Regions from separate parts of the Sus scrofa genome. Here region 1 is linked to region 2. The links are chromatin contacts, called in public HiChIP or PLAC-seq maps. All regions are on one chromosome and are shown on one strand. The core of a region is the stretch at or near the end of the contact, and the rest is flanking DNA. Distances in the headings are between cores, read along the strand shown. Region 1 has its middle 89 kb from the start of NR3C1. Region 2 overlaps ARHGAP26 (rho GTPase-activating protein 26).

Region 1 (6,863 bases), core at 729-3,228, 460 kb before region 2:
GTCTAATTTGTACATGCCACCCCAGGTCCTGGCCTGCTCCCTGGCCCCAGGTAGATGTTTATTAAACGTTTATCAAACTGAACATTTCAGAACTCCATTCCCCCTTATTGAAGATGAGAACATTGGAAAGTATGAGCTATGAGATTCCTTCCAGGTCTTGAAGGTCATGGATCAGTCTAGCTCTTATCACTAGAGAGCAAAATCAGGAGAGAATGAGCCAGAAAGAAGATAAATTTTGATTTGGGGGCAGACATTCAGAATAAGCCTTAACCAAGAGACAATACCTCTGCCCAAACCAGACAGCCCATGAATTCTGATACCTAAGAGGGACTAAGGTTATCATATGTCCAAGACAAATTGATGAGAAATAGAGCTGTTTTATCTCCAGATGTAAGCTCCCCACACAGAGCATGTGGGCAAAGCATCTAGCCTGCCCTGGTCACAGAGGAGGCACTCAACAATTTGGTTGAATGAAATGCCAAGACCTAATTTTTTTCTCTTTGTCCATCCAGAGGATGGACTGGCAGGTACCTGGTAGAGGGAGAGTCAAGGGGACTTCTGCCTTATCATACAAACAGCCATAGACCATCCTGACAGATGCCTACCGGGCCCACAGGGCGGCCCCCAAAACTTCTGAAAAAGCTTCTGCCAACCAGGAGGGAAGGGCAAACTCTCAAAGAATAAAAACTAAAGTCCCATCAAATACCAAAAGCTTAAGAGCAATAAGATAGTCCCACCAGATCGTGAACCACTTGAGTATTTGCAGGGAACTCTCATCTAAGTGTTATAACTCACTTCTTCACATTCCTTTGTTACTCTTTTGATGTCTCATAGAGATTGAATTAGAGGTACATTGAATTTATGGTTCATGGAAAACCTATTCTGGCAGTGGGACCAAAAAAGTCACTATAACATCATTGCTAGGCAAAATGATTTGCCCAAGAACTTCCCTATTTTTCAAGAAGTGTATGTCAGTTACTTTAAGAAAGAAGCATAAAAATTAAATTTTTATGAAAAATCACATATTCTAGGATGAAATGTAATCTAAGCTTTAAGGATACATTTGCATCAAAATAAAATTAATGCTGTTTGATTGATCTGGCACTCATTTTCTAACACTCCAGGGAGAGTTTATCTTGAGAGTCATTACCTCATCACTTGTATTGCTGGCTTGTGTTTTTATAATCCCTGTGAATTTGTGCCAGGAGATGGGTTTTGTCACAGGACTTGGGTTTTTGGTCATATAAATGTCCTTTGCCTCTTTTAATTTATTCATTTAATTTCTGCTTGGGTGACCATCGTCTGTCTTTTCCCCTCTTCTAACTCAGACTTCCCGACACTTTTATATAGAAAATTAAAGTCATATTCTTTGTAAACCTGAATCGATTTTGGCCAGGTCTTGTTTCAGAAATAATAGCAAAGAGAAATAGTAGACTCCAGGACCTTGAATTTCACAGATTCCTTCTTTGCAATCTGGCTTGAAGCCATCACATGAAGTCAGAGCTTTTCTCTCTCTCTCCACCCCACCCCCTTCTCTCTCTCTCTCTCCTCTTCATCGCCCACATTTAAAGAGTAATCACTTGACTTGTGTCACTGCTTTGTATGACTTTGTTGTTGCTGCCGAAAATAAATCAGTTCAAGGGCTGGTAATTAAATCCTCTGCTTACATTTTTTCTCTTTAAAAATCAGAACTCAGAACCAGAGCTGTTTTCCCCCTAGTTCTGGGAGGCAATGAAGGGTCAAAAGATCCTAGACCCCTGGACTCTTGATGTTGAAGGGAACCCTCCAGATTGCAGAGTCCAACAAAATGAGACAGGTGGGAGGGGCAGCTGGCTGTCATTCAACCCCAATCTTCACAAGATAATTTTATTTGACCTCATATATCCAAATATTTGCCCTTGTTCCTTCTTTTGCTTCCTTAGTATATCTCTCTCTCTTGTTTTTCTTCTTCTGCAGTATTGAGCAAAGTAACTGTTGCTTGGTAGATTGACTAGGATAAAAACAAACACTTATGAAAGAGGAAGCCAATACCCACTTCTACGCCTACCCTCAAAAGAAAAAAATTTCTTCTTAACAATTCATTTATTTGTTCCCATAGATGAGTTTAGCTGATGATGGCTAGGTTTCCACTTTATGATATGTAGACACAGACTTAAAATTCAGTGCATAGTTCTCCAATAATGTTTCCTTCCCAATGTCCTATGGCCTCATGATATGGGGCCACAAGAGGTCTGTCTCAGGATAAGGATTTGGGAGAACAAAGTTTCAGATGCAGCATTATCTCTTCCCAGCTTTTGACCTCTTGAAATCTGGGCCTCTCAGTGTCCAATCATGTGAGCTCGACCTGAGCGTCCCTTCCAGTTCTAACATGCTAGCGTCTGATCTTTTCTGAATATCTTCTCTCAACACCCGTATTCTGTTTGCAGTTTTCTTATGATACCCAACTTGAAATTATTCTTGAAAGAAAGCAAAGCCAGAGTTCCCGTCATGGATCAGCAGAGACGAATCTGATTATTATCCATGAATATACAGATCCCATCCCTGGCCTCACTTAGTGGGTTAATGACCTGGCATTTCCGTGAGCTGTGGTGTAGGTTGTAAACACAGCTCAGATCCCATGTTGCTGTGGCTGTGGTGTAGGCTGGCAGCTTCCACTCTGATTCAACCCATAACCTGGGACCCTCCATATACCACAGGTGCAGCCCTAAAAAGACCCCCCAAAATAAATTAAAAACTAAAATAAAAGAGAACGTTTTTTACTTTGGCCACACACTTTTCCTCTCTAACATCCATGGGAAATATGTGAGAATATTGATAGGCTATGGCAACTGCCTATTTAAAGACATTCCCACTTCTTAGAGGGCGGTTCCCGCTGCCCTCAGACAAGCTCTGTAGGAGCCAGCGTGAGAGTGGCCTTGCTCTAGTCTCACCCCAACTGGGACCCCTCCCCAGCACAGGAGGGGCGTGGCAGCCAAAGGAAGAGGATCTTTTGGAGCTCATTCCCTCAGCTTCCCCTATGGGACCCGAGGAAAAACTGAGACCCAAGCTGCCCAATAGAGGAGCTCCTGTTTCCATGTGGTTTTTGAACCCTTGAGATGCATGAATTAAGATGTGTTATCAACAGAAAAATGCATGCTAGAGTTCCAAGTCTTAGTATGAAAATATACACATAAGATAGCTCATGAATAATTTCTCCTTTTGAGTTCCTCCTGAAATGACAGTTTTTGGACACATTGGGTTAAATAAAATATATGATTGACATTAATTTCCCCTGTCTCTTTGAAAGGAGGTGTCCTCACATAGATACTAGAAACTGTTAATACATGGCTCACATTCAGACAAAAGAGATGGGGAGGTTTCTGCTGCTCCTGATTGGCAGTGGCTGCCTGGCTGGCTCCATCAGGTGTATCTGACTCACCAAGACAGGGGCTCATGTTCACGTAGAGAAATCTACCATGAGAGAAGGGCTCACGGGAAGGTGAGATGCCCAGTCTGGGTGCGACTCTGAGGAGCACATTTCTTCACGCTGGGCAGAAAGGAGAGGCCCACCCCCAAAAGGAGCAAATGGTTCTCTGAGCCACGTTATGTAATTTCTGATGTTTTTTATATTTCTTTGTAAAAAGTTCAACAAATTCGCACTGATTTCAGCACCAGGAATGCTGCCAGCTCAGCAGTCCCATGCTGAATTTTCTCTCTGACCGGCAGTACTACTAAGTTCCTGGACTGTGTGAGTTTTCCTGCCTGCGATAGCACTTCTGACCTTCTTGGAAAGGTTACACTCAAAAACATACTGTAACTACAGCAGTGAGATTGCAGTGTGATATGGAAGAAAGTTTGTACAAGTGGAAACCAAACAGAACCCAAACAGCCTGACGCTCTTGCAAAGAGGGGGAAAAAATCAACTGACTTTCACAAACGTCCTGCTCTCTAAGAGGTCCTTTCAACAACTTGTGAAAGTCTTCAAGAGACATATGCTCCAGGACCCTCTTTACTGCCTGCCTCTTTCTCCTGATGGGTTCCTCGCTCCTACCCTCCCTACTGATCTCCCAGGCACAGTGTTTGCTGAGCCTTGCTAAGCTGCTCCCTCTTTCTCAAGTGTTCCCCTCCTTCCACCTTGAAAAACACTTACAGTTTCAGCCTGGTTTTCCCTCTGAGGCCTCCCTGGACGTCACATCAGGCCACTATACAGGCTTCAGTTCCCACCCACTTAACACCTGAATTTCACGCTTTGCTTGTGTGTTTTCCTCCCTTTCCAGTTTGTAAGATGCTTCAAGCTATGGACCAAATACTATTTTTGTTTCTGTCGGCAGTGTCTGGCCCATCATAGGCAGGTTAAAAAGTGCTTGGGGAAAGAATAAATGAGTGAGTGAATGAATAAATGAATACTGAGTTCTATCACTTCGATATAAAAGACTGGAGTTATTTTAATAACCTAACTGAAATGTTAGCAATTTACCCAATGCTGCAATAGGCTGTCGTCACTTTTGAACTTTGAAGTGCTTTAATTCCAAAAGACACAGACCGATGATCTCTTTCTCCTGGATTTAATTTATGCTGAATTCTGTTTTATTAGCAAGGGTTCAGGAGGCATTGCATTGGCAGTGCATTGGCATACGGTGACAGATAAGCCATGTGGATGCGTTATCCATCAGTCCATAGGACTCAACTTTGACTTCTTGGTCTAAGAATCAGGATAAGGGCAGATTCATCTATCTACCTTCTGTTAGGCAGGCCCTCCTGATCAATAAAATGACTTTTGCAAGAGGTTTGGTAAGTGAGAGATTTATTGCTACAACCATGGACAAACTGAGTGCAATATCAGCTCGCCCAAACTGAAATGGAGGCCATTCTGTTCTTACAAAGCCCCCAAACAAAAATACTTATTTATTCTCTTATTTACTTAAGGCAAATTATAATATGTGCCAATAAAGAAAAGAGAAAAAAATTACTCTTCTGTCTTTACACTTTCTGTGATAGACCCTAACCTCCATCAGAGCCAGGATCTTGTTGATTTTGCTCACCAAACCTTGACCCCCACCGCAGGAAGTACTCTTTAAAATACTGTCGACCAATCAGAGGGAAGAAAGACACATGTGAGGTAGAAAAAGGCAATTGCTCTCCTAACCCCCTGATGTTGAAAATGGCTCATTTGGGGTAAATTTTGTTCTCTGAAAAAAACCCGATGTTATGGGAGACAATGGCTCTCTCCCACTCTATTCTTGAATGTGCAATTAGGAGAAACATGCTTTATGTCAACAGGGAGCCAAATGAATGACAGAAACTATTTTCATTCTAGAAGCATCAGTAATCAAACACAGAAAAAAAATTTTCTGCAAAGGGACCGCATTGGTAGATTCTTCAGATCTGCGCGCTAGGAGAGGAGATGCACCCTGAGGGAGACGGCCGCCCCTGAGTGCTTTCTTTATGAGAGCTGGTTCTGTCTCTCTTCCCCTTGAGTCAACACAGGCTGGGAAAGGTTGCAGGAAGTTTCTGGGTTTCTGAATTATTTGAACCTTTCAACACATGTGGAAAACAGAACTTGGGATGAGAGGGGGAATGTTTCACAGAAGGGAAAGTTACAGCCTTAAGGGCACTTGGTGCCAGCGTTTTGACTGGTTAAAAATAACTGGTTTGCAAAGAGTAGTAGAAACTAACTATACCCTTACTGATATTACTCTAAAGTTAACCTTGAAGAAAAAAAATAGCTGACAAAACACATTTTACTTAAGTATGAATCCCCAGACTGAAGTTTTTTTCAGTTCACTACAGAAGCACTGAAAAATTTTGAAAAAACTTTATTTTTTAAGGTATACAATATGATGTTTTGATATACATATACATCGTGAAATATTGCCAAAAGCAAGCCAATTAACATATCCATCACCTTACGTGGTTACCATTTTTCCCTCTATGACTAAATCACTTTGGGTGTATTCTCTTAGCAAATTCCAAGTATACAATGCATTACTGTAACTGTAGTCACCATGCTTATATTAGGTCTCCAAAACATACCTACTTTATGACTGAAAGTTTGCACCCATTGATGGTCTCCCACTACCCATTCTCCTCTATTTCTATGAATTTGACCTTGTTAGATTCCACACATAAGTGAGGTCATAAGTATTTGCCTCTCTGTGTCCAGCATAACGTCCTTCAGTTTCCTTCAAGTTGTTGCATATGGCGTGATTGATCATATTTGACTGAACACCATTCCATTGTGTGTGTGTGTGTGTGTGTACATATATAGAAAGACAATATTCCACTACATATGTTACCTATGTATTGTGTATGTGTGTATATATATATATATATAATTTTCTTTATCCATTCGTCCCTTAGACAGTTAGATTGTTTCTGTATCTTAGCTACTGAATAATGCTGAAATGAACAAGGGGATGGAGAGATCTCTTTAAGATAATATTTTATTTCCCTTGGATATATACACAGAAGGAGGATTGCTGGGTCACATGGTACTTCTGTTTTTAATTTTTTTGAGGAAGTTCTGTAGTGCTTTCCATAATGGTTATTCCAGTTTACATTTCCATCAACAGTTCACAAGAGTTCATTCCTTTTTCTCCATATCCTCACCAACGCTTGATACTTTTGACTTTCTGATAGCAGCCATTCTAATAGGTATGAGGGTGCATTTCATTGTGGCTTTGATCTGCATTTCTCTTATAATAGGAATATTGAGCAACTTTATATACCTGTTGACCATTTGTATCTCATCTTTGAGAAAATGTCCATTCAGTTCCTCTTCCCATTTTTTAATTGGCTTAATTGTTTTTTGGGTTTGGGGGTTTTTTTGGCTTTGTCTTGCTTCTTGCTATTGAGTTGTATGAGGTGCTTGTGTATTTTGGACA
Region 2 (6,448 bases), core at 1,844-4,343:
TAACGCGAGGCTACCAAAATCCCTCACACAGCCATTTACTTTCTGGGGTATTTTCACCATGGAATGTGAGCTCTACACCTGACCATGGACAGCAAGCGATGCTAAGAGTCCATGAGGTCACTAAGAGTCCATGGGTCACCAGAGAGGGGTAACTGCAGCTCACGGTGCTGAGCAACACCCTCCCCCGGCCCCTCCAGGCAACAGAGGCACCTCAACACAAAGCCATCTCCTGGAAAATGGCCCAGCACACGTGACCAGACGACTGCGCTCCCAAAGCCAACTGGCCAGTCTCTGGGGGCCCTGGAAGCCTTGCTGGCCATCACGCCAGCAGGCTGGTGAACAGAAATAATTGCCTGCTGCTCAACATGACTAAGACAATGAAGGTGGACAGAAAAACACACTTTCTGTTCCATTCGTTCCAGCATAGCCTGCTGCTTTGTGCCTCTGGCTGTCAAAGATTTGCCTCCCGGATGATGCCTCAGTAACACGGGGGCAGCCAAGGGCTCGGAACGCCTGCTCCCACTCCCTCTGCTCGGCATGCATGTTCCTGTTTCCTTGGGAGCCACCCTACCACCAAGCCCATGCTGCTTGGGCTGGGGAGGCTGAGCCCAATTCCATCTTCAGGTTTGCCTGGGGGATCCCGACTTTGCATCCTAGGGTGCATGTGATTCGCCCCAGGCCAAAGGCAGTCAACGAGACTGGCTTTTAACACTTTCTATCACAACTAGGGGATGAGGCCTTTCCGTCTTGCTAGGACAGTAGGATACAGGCCTAGAGGTTCCGTGGCTGACTCTGCCATCGCAAAGGCAGAGCCTGAAAACAGGCCAAGGTGGAGCCCAGATATGCAGGGAGAGGGGCTTCTGATGGCATGTTGAAGCCTTTAACCTAAATGCGTCTGTGTCACCCCCGCTCTTCCCATGAATGAACCAACAATATCCATCCCTGTAAAGGATTGTGTTCCTATTGCTTGCAGCCAAGAGTTGTGGCAAATACAAAAAAAAAAAAAAGTTCATGAGAGAAAAGCCTAGTTAAGCTTCATAGGGCCCTCTAGAGCGAAGAACAAAGAAAAAGAAGCGGCAAAGCAGAGGCTGGAAGAAAGCGCATTCACGTCACCCCTGAGTGTGCCCTTCCTTCTACCCCACATACCCACCCGGGGCCAAGATCCACCTGCTCTAGCACTGCCGTGGATCTGGAACCTGCCCCTCTCACCCATGTCCCTTCCTACTGCCCAAGGTCAGGGTCTGCCCTCTCATTTGACCTTGACACTGGCCTTCTCCCCGCTCTTGCTGGATCCTGTCTCTGCTCTCACCCATCAGACATTTTGCTCCTGCCCGATGCATGTGTCCCCAAACCCCAGCTCCGGCTGGAGAAGAGAAGCCTTCAGGACACCGCAATGTCGGTCTTCAAAGACTCAAAGGGCTGCCACGTGGACGTGGACGAAGGGGGAGACCTGCTAGTCTGCAGGAGATCAAAGCCAGGGTGGAGTCCCAGGAAGGCAGAGTTGAGCTGGATAAAAAGAACCGCCAGCTAAGAGCTCCCCAGAGGCCGCTAAGGCAGAGACTGTCCTTCCCGCACACAGAACAAAGTCCTGTTTCGTCCAGAAAAGGGCCCAGGGCATCCGGGGGTGACACATTCAGCTTCATTTGAGGCTTCATTGTTGGGAGCCTGTCCTCTCACCTGTACCAGAGCTGGACAGATTCCAAACAAAGGGAAAGGGGCTTGGCTGAGGCAAGGGTGCCAGACGGAGGGTGCTGCGGGCCCTGGGCGCCTGGGGTATGGCCTTTGCCACTGGGCGCCTTCAGTAGGTTCCGGCACATTCCTGTTTGCTTAGGGGAGAGCAGTGCTCAGGGATAGTACTTGGTGGGAGTCCCAGGAGGTTTCAAAAGCGCTTCAGCATGTCTGAAAGCTCTCCAAGATGTCATTTCCTCTCCTTACCCCCCCGTCCCCGAGTTCCCACCTTACTTAATGGCTGCAACCTCCCTCAGACCCCCTCTCTGCTCTGCAGCCTACTTTATAGAATTTAATACTTCAGGATAGAGCTTTTCATTCTCCATGATCTCTAATTTCCACGTCAATCCCCGACGGCCGGTTCCGCGTCTCGCTTCCGCGGGGCTCCACCGGCCTCTTACACCTGCTGGGTACACACTCAGTCTGAGGAGGCGCTCCTGACTGAGGGACAGGGGGCTTCAGACCCAGGATGCCCTGCTTCTGTCCGAGCGTTCCTCCGTGGGTCAGAATCGGGTCATAATGACCCCGACGAGCAGCTCATTCTTACAGCGACACTTCCCACTTGGAGTGTTGCTGGCACTCACTGCCCTGCCGTGAGCCATCTCGAATGAAGCGGAAAGAATATTCGGGAAAAGGTGAAACAGCTCCTCCTGGAGCGTGGACAGGGTCGGTTCCCCAGACACCCAGCAAGCAGGTAGGCTGATTACTTGAACGTGTCCCCAGGCCTGGTGAATTAAGCCCAAGCACGGCGATGGCACAGTTAAAACCACTCTCTGTTGTGGCTACTCCCTGCCCCCACAGGACTTTGATTTGCCTGTTACCTAAACACTGTTGCCATAGTTATAATTCAGGAAGCTTTGTTGTTTGACTTCAAGAAAAAAAAAGTTGACCTCAAATCAGGGTAACACTGACTCTCAAGGCCACAATAGACCATCCGAGGGTGAGACCTGCCAAATTCCTTTAAGCTTCTAGAAGGAACTACTGTATTTTGGGTAACATGCAAGCAACAAGAAGAGGAAACTCTGCCACATTATGCAACTTCCTTGCATTTCATATTCAGAAATTCTGAAAACCCCTAGAAGCAACTTCCCTAGCTTTCAACCCGAGATCAGAGTCACAGCCAAGGTCAACAGAAACGGGACGCCAAAGAGGGGAATTAAAAAAAAAAAAATCTAAGTAATGTTCAAGTCCATCAAGTGTTTCAGGAAAATTTAAAGGCAATGGAAAGGACCACAAGCTCTCCCGATGTCACACGCACAGCAGTGACACAGAGGGCGTGTGCGCCGACGTGCCTGTAAGATGTGCCAGCTCATAATGCGAGGACTCTCCTGGCTGTAACACTTCCCGGCTTCAAGCTGATGTAACGTTCAAAAGGGTGTGAACCCACTAGCCCATCCGCGCAGGGTTTCCTTGGGGGAGCGGAGAGACTCCCTCCCCAGCGCTCAGACAGAAAAACGGCCATCTTCAACAGAGGAGGTCTTTCTGGGCTCCCACCCCTGCCCCCTCCACCCTCTTCCCCCCGCCCCCCCCACCTCCATGTCTTTGGAAAAAGTGACACAGCTCCATCAGCAGAAGAAGGAGCCTTGTTCTTCTGTGCTTTGGAAAACTGCAAATGAGCAATTCTTGGGTCCACTGTACGTGATGCTGAGGTAGAAGCACGTGAGGTCCTGCTGCCAGAGCAGGGCCCTGCCCGAGGGGAAGGGCAGCCAGAGAGTGAGTCACTGCACAAAAACCACCCCCTCAACGTCCAGCGCCTCCGTCCCATCCTCCGGAAGACTTCAGTGGCATTTACGCTGCTCTCATCAAGGCCCACAATGCCCCTTTGGGAGGCAAGAGGCAAGTTTATCCGACACAGGCACAGGTGACTTTTTCCTGTCTCACACGACGACGAGGTCAGAGTATGCATTTCTAGATGGACGTCTCAAAGCGGGACTCCCTGGAATGCTCGCTCTATCCTAAATCTAGGAATGAGCCTGATGCCGACCCATGCACAGGCAGCAAGGGGCCAGGGAAATATTCACTCTTGGATGTCCTCACCCCAAGCTGTTGCAACGGGATCCCCTGCTCTCTGACACAAGGGAACTCTGTATTTCCCGACAGTCTCCAAGGAACAGAAGGGGGTCTGCCAAGCAGGAGGGCAGATGCCAGCACTCTTTCGTTCGACAGAGCTTCGAAGTTCTCAGGTGGAGCCCCTCCTCGTCTCCACGCAGCGTGAAAGCCAGGAGGTTTATCAAGGCCCCACAGGATTTCCTGCACAGTGATGGGGGTCGAGGGTAAGCCTGGGGCCTTGGAAAAGGAACATTTGGTCTTTGGCTCCCCGGGGATCATGCATTCGTCTTCAGGAAGCTATACCCCGCCTCCCTCTCAGGGTCCTCACCGCTCCATCACAGGCAGTGCGTGGTCCACTTCCAACTCCTGGGGAGACGGGCAGACCGACTGGGGACTGGGATCAGGCCAGCCACAACGACAGTGACACCCTCTCCACCCAGCATTCACGTTGAAAAAACTGCCTCTTTCCTTTTTTCCCTCCTTCCCTCCTTCCTTTTTTCTTCTTAAGGCCACACCTGTAGCATAGGCAAGTCCCAGCACCAGGGGTCGAGGTGCAGCCGCAGGCCTACCCCACAGTCACATCTGCACCAGATCTGAGTCGCCTCTGCGACCTATGCCACAGCTGTGGCAACGCCAGATCCTTAACCCACGGAGCGAGGTCAGGAATCAAAGGCACATCCTCATGGACACTCTGTCAGGTTCTTAACCTGCCGAGCCACACTGGGAACTCCTGAAAAATATTCCAACATACAGGAGAAGAGAAAGAACTGACAGGGAGCGCCCTTAAATCCATCACCTCCATGCTGCAGGTGTGAACAGACTGTTCCGTTTGCCTTATAGCTCACATCTCTAGGCATCTGCCTATCACCCGCCAGTGCATCTCAGTTTGTGATAAATTCTCAAGTGAGACGCACAGTGACGTCAGGACCTCTCATCTAGAGATTTCAGTATGTGTATCATTTGCTATGGTTCAGTATTTCTTGATCAGTCTTTTCAAGGTGAGATTACCTACAAGAAAGCACAATTCTTACGTGAGGGGTGACAGGTCCACACAAGCATGTGCCCTGAACCCCCATCGAGGCAGAGACTTTTCCGTCACTTTGGACAGTTCTCTCCCAGCCTCTTTGCATCTCACCCCCAAACGCACACACGCACCCTCCACTGCATACACACTGCTGCATCCTGGTTTGTTCCCATTGGTCTCGCCTGTTCTAGAATATCCTACAAATGGCTTCGTTCTGAGCACACTCCCCATGGCTGCCCTGTCTCACTCAGCATAAAATTTTCAAGAGTCATCAGGTTACAGCCTGAATCCTTTCAGTCCTCTTTTTTTGGGGGTGGGGGGGTTTAGGGCCGCACTCGCAGCATATGGAAGTTCCCAGGCCAGAGATCAAATCAGAGCTACAGCTGCCACCTACACCACACCCAGCTCATGGCAACACCGGATCCTGAACTCACTGAGCAAGGCCAGGGATCGAATCTGCATCCTCATGGATACTAGTCAGATGCGTTTCCGCTGAGCCGCATGGGAACTCCCAACTTTGGTCCTTTTTATGGCTGAGTAATATTATTGCATTATTTGACTCTATCACTGTGTATCGATTCCCCTGGTCACAGACACCCAGGCTGCTCCCCCTTTCACTATCATAAAGAAAGCTGCTCTGAAGGTTTGTGCGTACAACTTTTTGGGGACATGTGTTTTCATCTCTCTTGTGTAAATATCTAGGACTAGAATTGCTGGATTATGGGACAGGCTGTTTTGAAAAATTTGTAATGAAATGAGAAACGGCCATGCTCTTTTCCCAAATGTTCATTTTACTCTCCCACCAAGAAGGTATGAGAGTTCTCAGTGCCCCACGCACTGGGCAACCCCTGCTGCTGTAGGTCTTCATCTGAGCCCCTCTGGGTACCCCGACGTCTCTCCCTACGGTTCTCAGCTGCATTTCCCTGATGACTAATGATGCTGGGCACTTTTTCTTGTGCCTACTGGACAACCTTAGTCTTCCTTCGCCAAGTGTCTCTTTGAGTCTTTTGCCCATTTTTTCCTTGAGTTATTCTTTTTATTACTGAGTTTTATGAGCTCTCCCTACATTCCGGACCTAAGTCCTTCATCAGAAGGATGTTTTGCAAATCTCCTCTCCCCTCTGTGGCAGGCTAATGGACTTTCTCAGCAGTGTCTTGATAAGCACACGGTTTTAATTTTAATGAAATCAACTTTCTCTTTCTTTTTTGGCAGAGCCATTGCTTTCTGTATCCTATTAAGAAACCAATGCTCCTTCCAGGTTGCTACAATCTGGCCCTGTACTTTCTTCTGGAAGCTTTATAGTTTTCGCTTTTATGGTTAAGTTTATGAGCCATCTTGAGTTAATGCCGCTAGTTCCCCTCATTTGTGCACATAATTTATAGGTGCTGCTGAGTCACAGCCCAGATTTGGAGCTCACTGGTTTAGGAACAAGTAGCCCTAACCCGCCTTGCTCCCCTTCTCCCCTGCACCAAACAAGCTGTCACATGGAATCAATCCACACCACCTTCGGAGATTTTCACACTGTTAACAAAATTCCCCCGACCCACTCAGCTCCCAGGACAAGGGGTAAGTGTGCTGAACTTTGTAAAGACCTGTGCGTCTATATGCTCAACACTCATTTTTAGGGGCCATGGCTAACCACATGGT

Evidence for each region. HiChIP or PLAC-seq counts read pairs in DNA pulled down with a chosen protein or histone mark.
Region 1: a contact with region 2 is called in an H3K27ac HiChIP or PLAC-seq map of alveolar macrophages. The contact joins two enhancer-like sites. A contact is called at or near these places in 1 of 47 Hi-C or Micro-C datasets (skeletal muscle) and 1 of 2 datasets of contacts at active chromatin or transcription factors (alveolar macrophages).

Annotation. Positions count from the first base shown.
Region 1 is chr2:145,014,861-145,021,723 of Sscrofa11.1, reverse strand. No RefSeq gene overlaps it. Among named protein-coding and RNA genes, the nearest start is that of NR3C1, 89 kb to the right of the region's middle. Within about 2 kb of position 1,978, at least 3 of the 83 cell types and tissues checked have an H3K27ac peak or open chromatin away from gene starts, as enhancers often do. A contact at or near this core is called in alveolar macrophages, where this site is marked.
Region 2 is chr2:144,553,151-144,559,598 of Sscrofa11.1, reverse strand. All of the region lies in intron 11 of ARHGAP26 (rho GTPase-activating protein 26), which reads right to left. Among named protein-coding and RNA genes, the nearest start is that of ARHGAP26, 260 kb to the right of the region's middle. Within about 2 kb of position 3,093, at least 28 of the 83 cell types and tissues checked have an H3K27ac peak or open chromatin away from gene starts, as enhancers often do. A contact at or near this core is called in alveolar macrophages, where this site is marked.